2 separate regions of the Gossypium hirsutum genome follow, and region 2 is linked to region 1. A link is a contact called in public Hi-C data. All regions are on one chromosome and are shown on one strand. Each heading gives the region's core, a stretch centred on a gene start, on an enhancer-like site or on the middle of the called end of the contact. The rest is flanking DNA. Distances are from core to core; before and after follow the strand shown.

Region 1 (7,371 bases), core at 1,622-4,121:
TTTTCTGGTGTACATAAATCGATTTTGGATGTGATTGCAAATGGACCCAAACATATTGCATCACCTTGGAAACGTCACAATGTTGAATACCACATATAATGTCAAATGTAGGAAAATGCTCATCATAGTACTACTCAATATATAATATACTAGGTGGACTAGGAAAGTCATGAATTTCTCTTCATTAAAAATAATTTTTGAAACAGGAAAAATTGATTTTTTTTATTGTTTGAATGATTTTATGTAAAATATTTTTTGTTATTTGAAATTAACGAAATTATTCTTTAAAATTTATTATAGATTCTTTTTGACATAATACTTAGAATTATTTATAGTCCCTCCCCAACTCATAAATAGGAGGATAATGTGCTCAAGACCTATGTCACCTTACATTGGCAACAATATTCATGCTAATCGAGCTAAGACTTAATCGACAAAAGTAATGCTTAATTAAAACTTAATTAATTTATATGCATTATATATATGAGAATGGATAGTGATATATTAGAACCGAGAGGGATAAATGAAATTGAGTATAATTTAAACCAATACTCGTATTTATATTATTAAATAAATGAAATAATTAGTAATAATATTCTTCCTGATTTGTGGAATCCAAATCATATGTAATGCTTTTGGAAACATGTGGTGGGGTAGATTGGCATACTCTAATTATTATTCAATAAAGATAAATATTTTTTAATTAAAAGTCATCATAGAATAATATAAAATTATAATTTAAACTAAAAGTAGGACACAATCTCCATAAAAGTTTCATTGTTTTTAAGTTTATAATTATTTTTTAATTTTATAATTATATTTTTTTAAGTTTCTCTTATGATTTTTTAGCCTCTTAGTTTATCATATTATGAATATAAACCTAATAATTATTGAAAAATTATTTAATTACTTAAAAAATTCTAAAATTTAAAATAGAGCTATAAACATTTTTTAATTGGTTGCTCCCCTCACCCCTTAATCATGAAGTCAGATATTCGATCTTTACCCGTAAGAATGAACAACGTTTCATAATCTTTACCTGAAATTTGGTAATTTATTGGTAAATTTGGGTGTTAATTAATTAAGGTAGTCATTAATTAATGCCAAAGTTAATAAAATAATAAAAGTTATATGTTACTGGTCAACTAATTTACTGTAGTTTTGTTGACTTAAAAGGTATTTGATAAATGAAAAATATCTAAAAGTAGGCTACCACCTACCACATAATCTCTTATTAAATTTTTATAGTATTATTATAAATTCTGATTATATCTATTTTTTTATATAATGCTTAGAATTACTCATCGCTTCTTCTAAACTCATGAATAGGAGGATAATGCACTTCAATACACTCGAACTCACTTTATCTTGCATCGACAACAATTCCCATGTCAATCGAATTAACACTTAACTGACTTTTTTAACTCAAAAATCTTGATAGAAAAACAATTGTTAATCCTACAGTGTAAAGGGATATGAATTATAAGCTTCCTTTAAGAGGGTACAAAAGACTGTACCATTCAGTACATGAGGGTGTTAGCAAGTTATTGTCTAATATTGAAGAGAGGGACAAAAATTTTGCTTTGCTTAAAAGCTGGTCTTCCATTTTTGGACCCTCAATACAATAGATCCCATTCATGTAGTATTTTCATTCGAAAAATGGAGAAAGTATGATGGAAATCTTTATACTTAGAGTCAAATTATATTTTGTTCTTTCTATTCAAAATGATAAATTAATCCATGTAAGTTAGAGTTAAGAAATTGGTCTCTGTTCATTAATATATGGTATACAAGGCACACCACATGTCACTGTCTTGTAATTTTGTCAACCACACTAGTTTTAATAATACAAAAGAATGAAATTTTAATAAAAATGACATGTTTGCTCTTTGATCTAACATACAGGGATTAATTTACCTTTTTTTTTGTGGAGGACAAAATACGATTAGACTCCTACTATAGAGACTTCCATGATATTTTTACCTATGCGTTTTTGTGTAATAATTTTATATCAAAAATATTATATTCATATCTACACATTTTATTTATGTTATATTCATGTTTTAATTATTTGTCATTAAGCAAAAATCCCAAAGAAAATCTCAAATTCTTCTAAATCCTAATTAGACTTGTTTATGAATTCGATAACTTAAATAATTTACTTCAGACCAGACCATGAAGAAATCCAAGCTCTTAACCATATATCCCTTTGTTTCATGTGTGGGTGTATATATATCCATTGTAGTGACAAAACATCTGGATTGCTTTCAAGTTTTGATTAACCCCAAGCCAAGGGTTTGAACCTCAAATATCCCTACCTGACCTCTTATCAAAAAAGAGAAGGAAAATGATAGCTATTCCTCAATAGTTGACATTTTAGTCAAATCTGGAAGGATTTAATGTTTGGTGGTGCTTGATGTTTCCAGTTGGAAATCAGATATATACAGCCATGACCGACCTCAATCAAATGAATTTGTTCTGAAGTTGGATGATTTCACAGGTTAATTGTGACTAAAAAAGCAGCATCCACTACTTGAAGTAGGCAATGCTCCCTTTTCTTTATTTTTTGGACAGATTCAATGAAACATAATCTTCTATTCCTCACTAATCTAAAGACCCTTTTTAACATCACTCTCAAATGACAAGAAGTATGATGTCCATTTAATCTTTGGTCAGAAAGTATGAATTTACATCATACTTCGATGTGGGGTTTGGATCTCACCTTTTTCACACGAAAAGAACACTGTTGAAAGATCATGTAGGATCAAAGTAGAGATTTCATGAATAAGAATTGATCACGTCAGGGATCAGACTGAAAGGTCAATACAGGGAACAGTAACAAGAAGGATATTATGGATCCATGCCATGCACAACATATGAGTGAACCAGAGCTAGCCTTGGTTACTTTCTCTTTTTTCTAGACAGTAACTCATACCAGTAGGAGTAGGACCCAGCTGCAAGTTTCAGGTGACAATGATGGGAAAAACCAACGTACAATCATATCACAGCTGCAGTAACAAGCAAAGCTTTGTATGTATCATTTAGTTTGTCTACTATTTGCCTTTAGTCGATTTGATAGCTTTGAAGGTTTTGGATGTTGTTGGATCATTGAACATGTTGGCTTGCTTTAGTTGTAACTTGCAAAGAAATTCACCCAGAGAATGTAAAATAGAGGAAATAAATCGTGGTTTTACTGGATATGGCCATAGATGCTAGCCAGCTTAATGTGGTTTGTGCTTTTCCTTCAAAAATGAAGTGAATGGATGGGCTTCAATCTTGATTATTATGGTCAACAATTTGATTTCCTTAGTTAAGAAAGTGAATAGCAGGGCGGCAAACCATTAGAAGAAGTTTAAAAAATGAAGAGGGAGAAAACACATAAAAAAGAAATTATTTCAGCTAACCTTAAAACACTTTGAAAATCCAGTGCCTGTTAAGGTACAAGATTAAGAACAAGGGCACAAAAATGGAATAAGAACAAGGGCACAAAAATGGAATAATTGACAACAAATAGCAAAAATATCTTTCAACAAGATCCTACAGCAGATTACAAGAGTCTATAGCATATGTACAACATATCTACAAATCTAAGGCCAAATCTGTTACTACATAAACTAAAACTAAATGGAAACGTACACTCGATGCTGTGGCAAGTTAAGTTTTCCAAGGAAAATTATGCAGAAAATTATAGACAACCCACCACCTCATCGGAATGGTTATAACCTATTTCCCCATATCCTAACCATATTTAAAAAGGGTATTAAAAAAATAGAGTTCATATTCTAATGCATATAGCTGGATGACTAAAGAATGTATGAAAAGTGAGCTCCAAAAGGACCAATTGAGATAGAACAACTTACATGGAGTACGATATCAAAAAATCATACAAGAAAAATATAACAAAGTTAGTCAGCTTTTACTTGCTCTTCCCAGTGGCACCTTCTCTCTGATTCCGGAAGTGACTGAGAAGCTGCTGTGCCTGCAACAGGGGAAAACTAAATTACCATGTCTTTTCTCATGTGCATCCAGAATTTATTTTTCTTTAGATTAAAAAGTAATCAAACATGTAATTAATAAGCAATCATGATTAATGAGCTTTACAAAAACATCTTATGCCTTTCTGATGTGATGTCACTACCTTCCACAATAGGTGTGGGAACATAACACATTTTTCCTACCCTTCTAAGTAGTTACAATTAGAATCACAAATGCAAGGTCTAATTTCTGATAAACAAATGGAAAACTGGTAAAACCCGTCAAGAATACAATTACAATTCAATTTTACAGGCAAATGACTACAAAAGGAACGTGATTACAATTTTGCTTGTTAAGACCCAGATACAGAAGCAGAGAATGCAAGGACCACATCAACATAATAGAAGAGAAAAGAACTAAGCTGCATACCTTTTCTTTTGCTCTTGGCGTGCCAGACTGGGACAATGCGACAAGGGGTGGCACAGCCCCTTCTTGCAAAACCAGGGTACAGAACTTGGGACTATTAAGGCATAGTTGCAGCAATACAGATGCAGCATTCTCCTTACCCCTCTGTGATCCTGATTCAAGAATTTCAACTAGTAATGGGACACCACCTTCTCGTACAATTGCCACACGCCCTTCCGCAACTGTCGACAGGTTTGAGAGAAGGGCAACTGCCTTGTCAACCATCCCACTATCAGGGTCCATTAACTGGACGAGGTATTTTACAGCACCTGCTTGAGCCATACGAGCCTTATTTTCATGGAAGATTGATAAGTTAAATAAAGCAGTAGCAGCATCTTTTTTCCCTCTCAATGTTCCTGAGCTCAGAAGATTCACCAAGGCTTTGACAGCACCAGAGCGTCCAATCCTTGCCTTGTAATCTTCCAAGGCAGAAAGACTGAACAAAGCTGCCGCGGAATTTTCTTTGGCTCCATCATTTCCAGACTTTAAAACATGAATCAGTGGCTCTATTGCTCCTGATTTTGCAATAATAGCCTTATTATCTTCACTGATTGAAAGATTTAAAAGGGCTGTAACAGCATGCTCTTGGGTTAGCTTCACTTCTGAGTACAGTAGAGATAGTAATGGTGCAATAGCACCACAGCGACCAATAATTATACGATTCTCCATGTTGTTCTTTGCAAGAAGGCGCAATTCTAGAGCAGCTTTAGTTTGGACTTCATTTGATAGGCTTTTGAGGTTGTCTACTAATTTCATCACATGGGAAGTTGTGGTTAAATCATCACATCCTGACCCAGAAAACGTAATGGAGTATGCTCTGTTATAATCATGGTTTCCATTAACTGCCTCTTCTACTTTTGCTCCAGAGACCTGCAACTGCTTGCCTGATGTCCATGAAGAAAATCCAGAATCTTTTCTTATAGGAAAAGTGCCAAGACCCTTGGATGAAATTTCAGCTACCTCATTCATTTCAGGTTTCTTCAACCTTCTTGACAAGTCATTTAAAGCAGGAGGCATATAATCAATACTGGAAACTTCACTTGCTGCTGATTCAGTTCTGCTGTGAATATATGAATGATCGGAGGATTGGTCATACTTGTCAATCTCCACACTTTGGCATCTATTGCATTGTCCGCTATATCTAGATGAGATGCCAATCTTCAGCTTCTCTAAACCAGACCCAACCTCAATTGATGATCTCGATGTGGAACTACTACTGTTTGCAAAGCAACAGAAGCTATCAGTATGAGTTAAATCTTGGGAGGATTTATGATTTGAAGGAGAAGAGATTGAGACAAGTTTAGCATGCCCAGTGCGATTGGAAAGTTGTAAGTTGTTTTTGTCACACCAATTTGCTAGCATAGCTTTCACCGTAAAATTTGGAGTGAGATTTGTATGTTTTAGTGTCTGACGAGTCTTTGGGCAAATGGTCAGTCCACTGTCAAACCACTTCTGGATGGAGGCCCTGTCATAAGTTTGCCCAGAAGCCACAATAACAGGATCCATCATAAGTTCCAATGAAAGGGGGCAAACAAAATGTGGAGGGATCAAAATGCCACTTGTGGGTTCAAAATGCTCAATTTTAAGCATATAATCACGTATATGAGAGATGAGATCCACAATTTGATTGATTTGATCTAATTTCCCTTTCGCGTTGTTAGCTTGAGCATTCATTCTCTCTTTTTCCACTGCCACAGTTTCTTTTAACAATTCCTGGTTTGACGTCAAGTTCAGTGACTTGATAACTTTTACCAGATGATCAGTACAAGGAATAGCGCCATCTTTTAGACTTCTCAAAGCATCTCCTATATTTTCTGATAGTCTCTCCAGGTTCAGACATTTAATTTCCCGAATACAGTGCTGAAACAGTTGAACATCAATTAGTTTCACTACTCAAAGCCAACTCAGCACCGAGAAAGTGATAGCAGTTGACATCCAGCTGCCTTAATAATGTCTAAAAGGGCAACAAAATTTGTGAAAAAGAAAACGAGCAGCATGTTTGTCATCTAAGCATACTATTTAAGCAACACACTTGATTTATTCTTACCTGAACACTGGTTATACTTGAAGTTGATGGTGATGACTGCAACGATTTATATAATATGTGACATATCTGAAGTGAAGAGCTTTGCATTTTTATCAGAAAAGGCTCACTCTGGAGAACCTGTACATGTTTTCAAAACAAAAATAAGTATTTGAACGGGATAGTATTAGAAGCATGAAAATCCTATTTCTTTTATTCAAGAGGGAAAGGCATGCATAATACATATCAACATCCAACATTCAAGCTTCTTTTCTTGGAGCAACTAGGGCACAATAGAGGAAGTCCTCCCTTTCCCTTCCTCCTACCCCTGAACTGCCACTCCTTGTGATGAAGGCACCATTTGATCTTAGGTCCTTGGTATATCAAAGAACTTTAACAATTAGGATAGCTGGCACAATTCTTATTCGTTTTACTAAATGCTGCATTCAATTGCAGAATAAACATGAGGAAAGATATGTACTTTATTGCAATCTATTGTAAACTGGATTAGCTTTGCCACTTTATCACTCTAAGTGTTCTTCCACAAAGTATTACATTTTAATACCTAATTGGCACCATCCTTGTTACCTTTAAATTTTGACTGTGTTACATATACGAGAAATGGATTTTCTTGCAATCTATAACAAGTTGGGTTATATTTGCAATCAATCATTGAAGTTTTCTTCTATGAACTATGATAACCTACAATTAACTGAAACTTTAACAAATCTCACATAAGGCCAATTTTAGATCCTTAATACTCATGTTTCCTGCCATTAAAGAAGCTGGACATCCACCCTATCAATGGCTTCATACAATAAAAATTTGATGGTGGGTACTATTTGATTCCTCTGTGCATAAAAACAACACCTAAGCCAGACCGAATTGAAGGAAAACTGGTTTTTCAT
Region 2 (7,371 bases), core at 1,367-3,866, 60 kb before region 1:
TCATCGTTTTACATATGCTACTTACCATTATTTCTAAAGAACTTATAATATATAATACATATATATGCACTAGTTTCTTATTCGTGTAATGTATGGGTAGATCGTATGTATTACTTTCTAAAAAAATTTATGATAGTTTATAAAAAAAAATTCTCTATATATTATAAAGGTGTTCATAGGTCAGACAAGTTGAGACTTAATTTAAAAAAAAAACCTCGAACCTAAGTGGAGTCTGGCCCAATTTACCCAAAAGCCCATATCACTATTTAAAAATAATACAATATATATCACTATGAAAGTATGAATAGCTCTATTGTATTATAAACTGAAATACTGAAATATATACATTTTTTAGATCAGCTTGTGTACTATATAAGTATTTAATTTCGACTATAAAAATGATTTTTGTTTAGAATAATTTTAAAAAATTATTCGAGAATAACTATATTAAATACACCTCCTTTTTAGAATAATTGCAATTAAAATGATTGTTGGTTAAAATATCTCTTATTAAGAATAATTACGATTCAGAACAACTCTCATAATTGAAATGATTTTTGCCAATAGCGACACCATCATAGAACAATGCATTTCTAGAACAACGACTCATAGAATAAGATTATCACAGAAAGTGTGACTGCCAAGAAGTATTTCGTAGAATATATTGCACCTAGTATTGCTTCACTAAACTAGAAATATGGCAGAATTCCTTTACTCTTAAGATGTTCTTGAGTACTAGATTCATTTTTTTGTGTATTCAGATTTTATTGATATCGAATACAGATTCAAAGCAAATATGTATTATCTGAATTTGGATTTATTATTCTCCTGTTGCAGAAGATTTAAAATACTAATTAATCCATCCATCTTTTCATGATTATCCAATTATTTAAGCTAAAATTATTTATACATCCTCAGGTGAACTTCACATGTATATAATAAGACATTATTATGTCAATTATTTGGTGGATATACATATATTCCATAGCTGATAGTGTGTCGAAGGAGAAAGAAAGCCAAAAAGCACCCAACCCCACTTTACAAAGTACAATCATTTTGAGTAAATACAAGGCTCACTTTGTGTTATCAATCATAATAATAATGCAATTGTATTACTCTTCTTTTTTTCTTTTGAATAATTCAATTATTTTTGGAACTTGTATCCCTCTTTCTAATCATTATGCTCTTGAGTCGTTTAATTTAGGGTTATAAAATTAATATAATATTTTGAGTCTCGTTTATTAAATCAATTATTTTTGTTATTATACCCTCTACTTTATGTAAGTTGTGGATTTAGTATATGACATTTTTAAATTTTAGTCCTAACCAGATGATAACTGATAAATTCGTTAAGTTAAGTTCAATTGTTTTTTAAGTTTGATGTGTCAAACATATTATCACACGTGTAATGCTACGTCTGTTTGCTATTTTTACATATTACTCACAAAAAATCAATTAATAGACTTAATGACTACCGTTTGCATTAAGATTAAAATTTTAGAATCCAAAAAATATAACTACTAAAAATTATCCAATTGGTAAGCATAAACTAAATTTATAACTTTACGTATAATACAATACTAATAACAACATAATTTAACCAAACAGATTTAGCTGTTATCATTGGGTCAGGACTAAAATTTTAAAATTCGAAAAATACAAGGACAAAAATTGGTCAAGTTATAGAGGTACTAAATCCACAAATTACATAAAGCACGGGGTGTAATAGCAGAATTTGAGCTTTCATTTTTGTTCTGGTGAAATCAATTGGGCTCTTTAAGATCACAAGAAAACTGCTCCAATGGTTCTTTATTATGGGTTGGGCTTGCAAGACCAAATTAAAAACCGAACTCATAATGCTTGTTTCCAAAAAGGTTGAGGTGGAATTATATTTTCTGCAACCACAATTACGATTATAACTAATATATTTAAATCAAAATCGAAATTAAGATAAAAGCTTGAAATTTAAAATATATTTACTTTAATATTAAAATGAAGGGCTTTTATGAGTAAAAGCTATAATTTAAAGGTTTATTTAACTACAAAAATAGGTTAAGGGTTTGTTTAAGAAAATATAGTGAGCTGAAGGAAAATAAAAAGAAAATAATAAATAATGAGGGCTAACAAAGAATTATATTATTATATTTCAGTCCTGTGTCGCAATAGTAATTTTTTATTGAACATGGGTGGTCATGCCTCTGTCATAGGCGGCACCACCCCAAATGTACTATTTTGATACATAGTTTTTCATTTGTATTATTTTGAATTTTTTTTTTATCCTAGTTTAGTAAAAAACCCTGGAAAGTCAAATTTTCTTGTGATGTGATTTGACTCTAGATTTGCGATAGCATCATTCAAGTGAAAAAAAGGAAAGGAAAGGAAGTATATTGTATGATTTGAGGCATGAAAAACTACAACCATTTATATACACTTGATTACATAATACTAGTACAGTAACAGTAAGGAGCAAGGCTGCCCACCGGCCAGCACCGCAGATAAGCGATGACCACAAAGTATGAAGTTGCAAAATCAGCCAAGCTTCACGTATATATCATGTCGGGAACCACGTACCCTCACTCACATTGTATAAAGCAGAGGGAAGCGGTTGGTATTCAGCATAATTAGCTAGCTAGCTAGCTAGCTAGCTAGCCCCGGTGGTCCTCACCCTCCCCTTACCTAGCTCACTGTTTGTTTACCAATTTCACCCAAATCCTTCCAAAAACCATAATTACCACACAGACACTATTCTTCCTCTCGTACCTACCACATCGCATCTGCCATGCACCAACACCTTGTAATTCTCTATATATGCTACTGCTGAAAACCCTCGAAAATTTTTTGACTGGGGTTGGAATTTATAAGTCAGGGTTGTGTTGTTTGAATGGGAGTTGGTGGTGGGTCACATCCCCAACATCCAGATTTCAGGCCGACAATCAAACCCCATTTTTTATTTTTTGAGCTTTTTCCAAATCTCAAGAACCGGAGGCAGGTGAGGGTTCATAGCTAAGGAGGATCATAAATAGGGGCACTAGCAGCTGATTGAGGGAGTGGTGGAGAGGTAGCAGAAACAGTTAAATTTGTCTGCTACCGTTATCTTTGTGTGTGAGGGGGGGTCAGAACAGAGAAAAGATGGTTCAAAAAAAGATTATGCATTGAAATTAATTACAAAAAAAGAATGAAAATGACCTGCAAATACATGCAAGTGAAAGGTGGATTAATAATGGACCCCTACAGGCAGATACTTCAGCTACTTGACAACTCTCTTCGTTCCCTGTTTACTCCTGCTGTGGCCGTTCAAGGTATCTCTGTCAATGGAGACTGTTGTAACTGTGTATATAGCTAGATTCTTTAACTGTCTGCAATTGCTTATTGGGAGCAGTGATTCTCACGCTGCTGCAGTCTTGCACTTTCATGCACTTCTATGACTCTATGTATTGGAATTGACAGTGCAAAATTATAAAGTAAATTGAAGATTAACGTTACTTAATAGTACTCCTCAAGGCCTTTGATAATATAAACAAATATTTGTGAGTTACTTGGCTCTAAATATGTGGACAATAGCTTAGAAAGTACAAAGTAAAACGATGCTTTTGTTGTTGTTGACTGTTGTGGTGTGTTTGAACCAAGAAATAGAACAATTCTTAGTTCAAAAGGGGACCGTACCATGAAAAGAAACAGAAAGCCCTTAATTTAGCTGTAAGCACCGAAGAGTTTAGTTTTTTTTTTTTACCTCATGTCCATGCCTCTATAAGCTAGGAATGAAAAGCTTAAAGCTCCAAAACCGAAAAGAAACAAACCAGACGTGGACACATAAGAGATAGAGAGAGAGGTGTGGACAGCTGCAGGCGACATAAATAAAGGTATATATAAATGAGGAACCAGCAGAGCAGGGCCAGGAGACAACCACCGTGTATAGTACAGGGAAAAGCGATTACCCACACGTGGTAAAAAACAGAAATGGCAGTCCCCTATCTATATCAATTTGCAGACGACGTACTACGTATCATTGCTTTACTCTTAAGGGAGGCCCCCATGCAATGCATTCATTCATTCATTCTCATCCCTCTCAATAATATATATTTATCAGACAAATGGTTTAACATTTTGTACTTCCTCTCAATAATATATATTTATCAGACAAATGGTTTAACATTTTGTAATTCGATTGAAGAAAAAATTGTATTTCTTCATTGCGTCTCGGTTTTCAAAAGTATTTTTTAACCTATTTATTCATGTTTTAGTATTTAAGTCAATAATAAATTAATTCAATTGGTAATATTTAATCATTCTCGTATTTTATTTTTAATTTATATAAATTCTATGGTTCGGTGGGAAATATTAGTCCATTTCCCTAAACCACGAAAAGAGAGAGATGATGACGACAAACATTGATAAATTGTACTTAGTAAATTTTTTTCACTCGGATGCTCCCTAAAAAACTACTTACAACCTTTTAACCCATTTTCGTAAACCATAAACACTAACTAGTGGGTAAACTTGCTAACCACGAGTTGCAATCTGTAATGCATAAACTTGACACTTATACGTGTCGAGGTCTGTGTAGTTAATTGTCTTTTCAAGTTGTCATCCACATTAGGAATTTCTCTAAAATGAGCATTTGAAGTATAGCTTCATTGAATATGATATCAATGGTTTATGAGTTTAATACAATAATTTAAGGTTTAAGATTCTCATTTAAAGTTTCAAGGCAACTAACATGTATTACACTAAACTCGCGACCCTCCAATTTTGAGTTTAGATGAACAAGTAAAGTTGTGACCCAATATTTTTTACTATTACTTTTTGATATTGTGGTTTTAGAAATCTATAAATGTGAGTTGTGGTGCTAAACTCAGGCACTAAAAACCCATAACTCCATAACTCATGTGTCTAATCCTTGTAGACTAAACCTTAAATCTTTCCCAATAACCTCTAACTTATTTTCCTGAACACCTTATTGTAAACAACATTTGTTAAACATTGGAGGGTAAAGATGGAGGAAATACAATTATGTCGAGAGTAAATCAAACTCTATAATTTATGGTTAGGTGTATAAGAAAATGCATTAGTGTTTAGTGACGTAATGGGTTTAAAGTTTAGAGCTAGTAATAGGATGAACAATTCACCCAGATAAATAAAACACCTAGTAAAGTCAAATAACCATGAAATGTAAGTTGGTCAAATAAAATAAAAGAACTTAACATCTTCTAGTGTCAAGCTCCATAAAAATGAGTATGCTTAAGGAATCTCTTCAAAGGCTTGGAAAATAAAAAGATTCCTACACTTGACACTTATCGAGTTTATTTGTATTTAAATTAGAGTTGGGTTAGGACTCAAGAATCTCTAGCACTTTTGACTAGAGGGAATTATTAAACTCAACACCCATTGTTGTCAAGTTTTACATCATAAAGTAGGGTTAGATTTTTAAATCTCTGGAATTTCTAAAAAGGTTATTGAACTCAACACACATAGGTGCTGAACTAGTTGATTCATGATGGCTTGACAACTCTGATTAAGGTTGTTGAAATGAATACACTAAACTCGATACATGTAATTGTCTTATTGGATCATTAAGATATTGGAAATTGTATTGTGAGTTTGGAATATTGGTTGTGGATTGTGAATTTTCTTGAAGGGGTTTTTCATTGTATGCATGAAAAGATAGGGTTTTAATACCTATTTAGTAGGAGATTGAATAAAACTTAAGAGTTATTAAGAAAACCAATAAGGACAAATGCTATTGTCAAATGAATTTTATAGAAATAGAAGGTCAAAACCATATGAAAATTCCCATTAGACCTAACCAAGAGTGTTAAAGTTTGAACAATTACACAATGTCTAATCTCGATGTCGTTTAGGGAAGTATTAGGTGTCCAACTATTGCAACCAATAAGTTTGATATAAAGTAGGCCATACTACAAATGTTACAAACAATCGACCAATTTAAAGGTTTGCCTGGTGAGGACCTGAACCAACACTTGAAGAATTTTCTTGCTTTTTATTATACCTTCAAGGTTAATAAGGCCTCCAAAGAAGCAATTAAGCTTAGGTTGTTTTCATTTTCTCTTAGTGATAAGACGTTCTTGTGGCTCAATGCGCAACCTTTAAGATCTATAACCTCTTAGGACGAATTGGCTAACCAATTTTTGGCTAAGTACTTTCCTTTAAACAATACGATAAAACTTGGAATGGATATCACAAACTTCTAGTAATATGAGGGAGGGACATTATATAAGGCATAAGAGCATATATGAGTCATGAACAAGACCTAAGTGGTGAATGTCATGCAATAGGATATGTTCAAGGAATAGTAGACTAACTAAAAGCCTTGAACTAAGATAGACACTAGCTTTGATAGGAACCCTAAGAAAAACTTGTCACTACCTAATAACCATATCTGAGTCATGAACAAGACCTAAGTTATGAGTGAAATTACGTGATTAATAGGTTAGGCAATCCCTGTGCCCAAATTATACTCTAGTTGGAAAAATCACCCAATTTTTTGTTAGAACAATGACCTAGTTACCAACTATTAAAGGACACCATCTATTGGAAAAATTCAGTTTAGAAAACAGTTTTGCTACAGAAGGAAAAATTGTTTTCTACACTTGAGCAATTGTAATATTTATGTGGTAAAGTATATTCTCGAATTTTGACCAATATGATCTTCTCTGCTATTCTTGAACTTCGACTTGCTTAGAGTATGGGCTCTAATCACGAACCAATGAACTATTGGAAAAAATTTTGGTTTGAAAATGATTTTCTTGCACAACGAAAAACTTAAACTTTGAAAACTGAGCCGATTTGTCATATTTATAGTAATAAACCCTTTTACTGAAATCGCACATGTGTTTTCGGCTAGAAGGATCTTTGTCGTTCCCGAATTTCAACTGAACAACCTTGTCAGCTATTCTCGTACCATAAATTGCTTCGAGTGTAGGCTCGAACCAAAAATTATATACTTTACTTTCAGAGGGAATGCAAATTTCTATTCAATAGAAACTGATAGAATTTTTATTTCAAAAAATAGAATTTATATTTAGAAAATAAATTCTCACTATTTTCGGGTAGAATAACAATACATCAAAGTTGTATATTTAGCCTTACTAGTGCCATCTATTTATAAGAAGAAGAGGTGAAACCCTTTTTGAATTATAGAAATTTATTTCAATAGAAAAATGAACTCCTAGTAAAATTAGGATTAGGAGGCTGCAACCCTAGTTAAATTAACTAGGGTGTGCCATCCCATGTGTTGAAAAAATTCGATTCTGAAAAATTTTCTTTTACAGCGAAAAGTAAAAACTTGAAAACCGACTCAGTTTGTTAGGTTTATATCAATAAACCCTAAACCAAATTCGCACATGTGTTTTC

Evidence for each region. Hi-C and Micro-C count contacts between places; a contact is called where the count stands out from the background.
Region 2: a Hi-C map of leaf shows a contact between it and region 1, with 4 times the contacts expected there. The contact joins two enhancer-like sites. A contact is called at or near these places in 6 of 34 Hi-C or Micro-C datasets (leaf, seedling and stem).

The regions. Positions count from the first base shown.
Region 1 is chrA07:95,725,666-95,733,036 of Gossypium_hirsutum_v2.1, reverse strand. LOC107955431 (U-box domain-containing protein 3) reads right to left here. Exons shown (of 5, transcript XM_016891216.2): 3 at 6,488-6,604; 4 at 4,405-6,300; 5 at 3,501-3,979. The coding sequence ends at 3,917. Among protein-coding and RNA genes, the nearest start is that of LOC107955431, 5.7 kb to the right of the region's middle. Within about 2 kb of position 2,871, at least 3 of the 9 cell types and tissues checked have an H3K27ac peak or open chromatin away from gene starts, as enhancers often do. A contact at or near this core is called in leaf, where this site is marked.
Region 2 is chrA07:95,785,551-95,792,921 of Gossypium_hirsutum_v2.1, reverse strand. No RefSeq gene overlaps it. Among protein-coding and RNA genes, the nearest start is that of LOC107955428, 9.8 kb to the left of the region's middle. Within about 2 kb of position 2,616, at least 4 of the 9 cell types and tissues checked have an H3K27ac peak or open chromatin away from gene starts, as enhancers often do. A contact at or near this core is called in leaf, where this site is marked.